2 separate regions of the Danio rerio genome follow, and region 2 is linked to region 1. Evidence: chromatin contacts called from public HiChIP or PLAC-seq data. All regions are on one chromosome and are shown on one strand. The core of a region is the stretch at or near the end of the contact, and the rest is flanking DNA. Distances in the headings are between cores, read along the strand shown. Region 1 holds the start of atpsckmt (fATP synthase c subunit lysine N-methyltransferase). Region 2 holds the start of tcea1 (transcription elongation factor A (SII), 1).

The links. HiChIP or PLAC-seq counts read pairs in DNA pulled down with a chosen protein or histone mark.
Region 2: a contact with region 1 is called in an H3K4me3 HiChIP or PLAC-seq map of embryo, with 4 times the contacts expected there. The contact joins the promoter of tcea1 here to the promoter of atpsckmt in region 1. A contact is called at or near these places in 2 of 4 datasets of contacts at active chromatin or transcription factors (embryo and gastrula embryo).

Annotation. Positions count from the first base shown.
Region 1 is chr2:33,439,380-33,442,079 of GRCz12tu, forward strand. atpsckmt (fATP synthase c subunit lysine N-methyltransferase) reads left to right here and starts at 1,258. Exons shown (of 4, transcript NM_001291706.1): 1 at 1,258-1,802; 2 at 1,914-2,051. The coding sequence starts at 1,521.
Region 2 is chr2:33,698,735-33,701,434 of GRCz12tu, forward strand. tcea1 (transcription elongation factor A (SII), 1) reads left to right here and starts at 1,422. Exons shown (of 10, transcript NM_199994.2): 1 at 1,422-1,620; 2 at 2,453-2,515; 3 at 2,605-2,700. The coding sequence starts at 1,546. It overlaps LOC101882676, which reads right to left and starts at 1,110. Exons shown (of 3, transcript XR_012392620.1): 1 at 1,047-1,110.

The DNA.
Region 1 (2,700 bases), core at 8-2,507:
AGCACAGTGCTTCTACCCTTTTGCCTTCTGCTGCCAAATGAAGCTTACTGATATTTCGGTGGCAAGTAGCTGCTTCAATTTAAAAAGAATTTTTTTTGAGATTTCAGCTACAAGTTTGTCATCTGAGACAAATTTGGGAAGATTCCTGACATCCTAGGCTAAAATCTGTGATCTGCGATCATTGGTTTGACGTGTTCACAGACAGCCACTTATGGCTTTTGAGATCAGATTATTCCTCCGATGATGTCAATACAGTTTTTGTCTTTCTTATTTGATTTGATTTTTGATTTGATTTTGATTTGATTTATTTATTTTCGAACAAAAATATCATACATAAAATATCATTAACAAAAATAAATACTAAAATATTATTGTGACATGCTAAGTGCAAAATTGACGCTACAGATTGATTATGTTTGCTGTGAGGAATCATTTCAGAACGCAGGATAGAAAAAATGGATGTTGGACAATGTATAACAGACAGTAAACTGTATTGACATTATTATATTATGTCATTATATTATTGTAGCGAGTAGGGCGAGGAGGTCGAGAGCCATGGGAACAAAGCGAGGTCGGTGCTTGAGTGATTTCAGGCACCAGACTCTAGTCCCACGGAGAAGCTCTTGATCATAAAATGAGGAGAGACAGCAGTGGAAGACGAGAGAGGACTAGGCCTGGATATTTTGTTTGTTTGCTTTTGATTTCAGTTTGGTGGCAGTCTCCATGAGAAGCTGCCTTCTGTTTGATTTATTTTTCATTAATAAATTATTTAAAAGTTTGTCGTTCTTCGCCTCCTTCCCGATGGCCAGGTTCATTAAAACTATATTACATTATATTATATTATATTATATTATATTATATTATATTTATTATATTTATTATATTTATTATATTATATTATATAATTCATTAAAGAAAGATGTAAACAATAAAAACACATACATAGAGGCACACAGACATTCATACATGCATGTTATATTAATTTATCATGTTTTTATGTTGTGTACAATAGCAAACACAAACATGATTTAAAACTACTATGGCTTGCCATTTAGAGTTACATTTGCACAATAGTGCCTCCCTCTGGAACATCAAAATAGTTACAGCTGTTTTTCCTTTTAAAGTATTATAGGAATTCAAATAAAGAAAAAATCCTAAAAATATTGAAGCAATGTTTGTTATATATCTGTAAGTCTCGTCATGTTCTTATCAATTAATACTTGTTGTATAAGTGACACAGAAAGCGGAACTAATGTCGCTCTTTTATCCTGTCGTCGGACCGAAAGCGAGGTGCACCGATTCACATGTCTATCGTCTCGTCAAAAACCCGTTGACGTTTTGTGGTAGTTTTAAAAATATCAGTGCAATAAATAGACCATATATTAATTTGTATATTGCCATGATTGCACCATTAAATCAGTACAATGATTTGCTGTTTACTCGTGTGACCGCTTTAATTACAACTGTATAAAAAGCTGCGTGCATTCAGTGAGGAGGTCACTGCTGGTTTTCATTCCAGCATGTCTGAGATGACAGAATCAGATTTGTCCACAGACTCTTATAAGCATGGATCATCCGGTGAAGGTTCTTTTAAAAAACGACTGGGTATTATTGCAACTTGTGTCGTGGGAGGCTCGTTGGTGGCTCTGTATGCGGTGACCGGTCCGTTTGTTGCACCAGCACTGAGGAAAGTTTGTCTTCCGTTCGTACCCGCAACCGGGACACAGTTAGAAAATGTTTTCAGTGTTTTAAAAGGTAGATCAGGGTCCCTGGTGGATATCGGAAGCGGAGATGGACGGATAGTGAGTTTCTTGATTTTGACTTTTTTCATTTAGATGTTGTGCATCTACATACAGTGCCTTATAAACATCACAGTCCTAAAAGCTGGTTTTCTTGTGTCTGTTTTGGTGAAGGTGATTGCTGCTGCAAAACGAGGCTTTAAGGCAGTTGGCTTTGAACTGAACCCATGGCTGGTGTGGTACTCCCGTTACAAAGCCTGGAGGGAAGGTGTTCATCACACCACATCTTTTTATATTTCAGACCTTTGGAAGGTGAGAACTGGTCAGTCGTAGCATTTTTGCAGACTCATTTTATTTATATTTGTATTTATATTAAGACAACATGATACTTAAGAATTTTAAAAAGTCAATATTCATTGGAACAACCCTGGTTTTTATATTGTACCACCAATGAAATCAGTCAGGTACATAATAATAGTAGTGATATACAGTAGTACTAAAATAATTTATTGTCATTTTCAAATATAAATTATCCAAATTACAATGCTTTTTTTTTTAATTGAAATTTCAAAGAAACTTTTTGATCTTTATATACCATATCTGTTATAAACTATAATTAATACACAGGGAAAATCCAGTGAAATCAATTTCTAGTGGTTTTTTAATTTTGCCATAGCTGTATGCACAAAAGCCATGGTGTCTCGAGTATGGTGGCAGATAGAGCTTAACGTGCTGCAGTTCAAGAAAACACATGCAATTACAAAAGATGCCACTGAATTAGTAAAATATCTTCATCCATTTGACAGCACATGTGCTTCAAATCTTCACAACGCATACACGTATAAAAAAGGCGCTGCATTTTCCCACTATGCAAACAATTTACGAAAACATGCTGCAAAGAGACATAAATACATGACGGATGCCTCTGTGCCATGACTTGTACTCAGTGAAGTTGTAGGTG
Region 2 (2,700 bases), core at 172-2,671, 260 kb after region 1:
TGAAGACAGGTTTGCAATTGGGAAACGGATTTATATGTCAAATTTACATAATAATAAAATAAAGTTTATAATTAAACCAGCATAATTTAAAGAGCGATCCTTAACAATATTACCCAAAATCACATATTTATAAGATAAGAAAAATGATTTTAAAATATTTTGAGCAATAAAAGCTTCAACATTAAGCCGAGTATTTTAGCAAGACCAAAACAAATGTGAAATAGTTTCATTAAAGCTTTCACAAAAACAGCACTCTAACTGAATATCAATTTCAAATTTTGTAGAAATATTTATATATTTTTTGTAGAATAAACTCTATGAAGTAATTTAAATGATATTTCTTTAGCCTTATTTGTAATAACAAAAAAGATTTAGGTACTTGAGTCCAGTTTACAATATTAAATATATTGTTCCAGCAAAAAAAAAAAAAAAAAAAAAAAAAAAAACATATGGTCTAGACATTTTTTCTTTTAGGCCAAAGGTCTAATTTTGGGATTATTAGGCTTAAATCCAGAGTAACAGATAAAACCGACTGAGGTCTGTTTAGGTCTAGGAGGACAAACAGAAACCGCTCGTGTACATACACTGCTTTTGTACAGCATATGTATACCAGGTATTTACCGTTAGTATCATAAATTACATTTCATGTAATGTAATAGGAATTTTCTATCTTGCGATAAATTCTGTAAATGTAAATAATGTTCCTTTATTAAATGATTTATTAACTAATATAGTCCATAGTTAAACAAATTGTGAAAGAATAGTGATTTGTTTCGTTTACAAGATATTGGCAATATTCCCAATAAGAAAACGTTGTGGAGAGAAGTTGTGATTAAATAAGCTTCCATGTCGTTAGCACTTGTTGGTGAAAATTTTAGTTTCATTGTCAGTTTTTCAATTTTATAATTACACATTAAATTCTGGTTAGTCGGACAACCAATTCACAGACATCCCATGGCATCAAAACTTCTATGCACGAAAATAAGTTCACCTAATTATTTAGAAAAACAATTTACTGAAAGCAGAAGAAAACATGAGTACATTACCACCTCACCAGACATCAAAACCGTGTCGTTTTGTTGTCAATCTGTTTCATTGTAAATCGAGCACGAGCGCGCCCTAGTGTTGCATGTACAAATTGCTGGTCGCTCACAGACCAGACCGTTTTTAATCAAAATCACAGCACAAATTGCTGTATACTATCCAAGGGCTCATCGTTTTTACTAGTATTGTGTGTATCTTTCGGCTCATATATTTGTTTGTCGTTCAATAATTCCCTGTATGAAATTATTCATTAATTTGAATCGCTTCTCAAGTGAGGCGCGCTGGATATTTTTGATTAATGTTGCCTGGACTTTACATCGATTCAATCAAAGCGCGTTTCAATGGGTTGATTAGTGATGTCTGAGGGCTTTTCATAGACACGCCTTCCTATCAGAGCTGCTACGGTCGCCGCCGGTGGAGTGGTGTGTTCGCGGGGTGTTTTACGTTTTTTTAAACATTTATACTACGTTTAATTTGAAAATCTGCCATAAAACATAAACAATGGGCAAAAAGGAAGAAGAAGAGATCATCCGGATCGCGAAGAAGATGGATAAAATGGCACAGAAAAAGAACGGGGTGAGGTGTTTTGTCATGAATGAATTCCCTGTCTCGGACGAGGCTACATTGATACATAACAAGCTAACAGTTACATTCATTGAGAAGCGCCTATTTCATAATGCACATCGATCATAGGGATCTATTTTGTAATAGCTTTTGTGGCCAAATGTCAAACGAGCTTTGTGTATAGTGGTTCAGTTTATTGTTTTAATAATTTGATCACCTAGCAGAGCAGTTAGCAACATTAGCTGCTGTTAGCGCGGATAAATGCACGGGGTCAGTCAGCGGGAGGCAGTAATGCAACTGATTTCATCTCAAAACAAACAAGACATTAGTCTCTTACTTTATTATAATAAAACATATGAAACCACAATTTCTAAAAACTAATTGTTGTGTAGAAGTGAGTTAAAGTGATGCTAATTAGCAGAAGTTTGGCTACAAAGTGGCTGCTGTTGACGTCACTGTAAACACGCGCGTGTTATTGAAGTGCTCATGCTACAATTTGCACGACAAAATGTATAATCTAGAAAATCTCCAAATCGCTGTTATCTTCTTATTTTGCCCTATACACTTTTAATATTTTTTTATCTTTTCTATTTCTATCCTCAGATCAGATAGCCTATTGATATTTCTTTGTTTTTTGTTTGATTTCTGTTGTTTTATTTTCCTCTTATTTTCCTTCTTTTTATTCTTTATTGGGACCATTGTGAATAATCTAATGATTTTTATTGTAAATAATGTGTACTAAATTACTTTTCTGTTATGCTATAAATGTTCATACTTTTTAATGTGCATGTTAAACTATTATATTGAGTTACATTTTACCAAATCTTTGTTTGTTTTTTTGAAGGTTGGTGCTCTGGACTTATTAAAGGAACTAAAGAATATACCCATGACCCTGGAACTACTGCAGGTACGTTTCCTCTCTTCACATCATTCGTGCTTCATCACTCGACAATTACATTTTATAATAAGAAATTTTCTTTGCATTCTTATAAATAGTCCACGAGAATCGGGATGTCAGTCAATGCCATCCGCAAACAGAGCACAGATGACGAAGTGACCTCACTGGCCAAGTCTTTGATCAAGTCCTGGAAG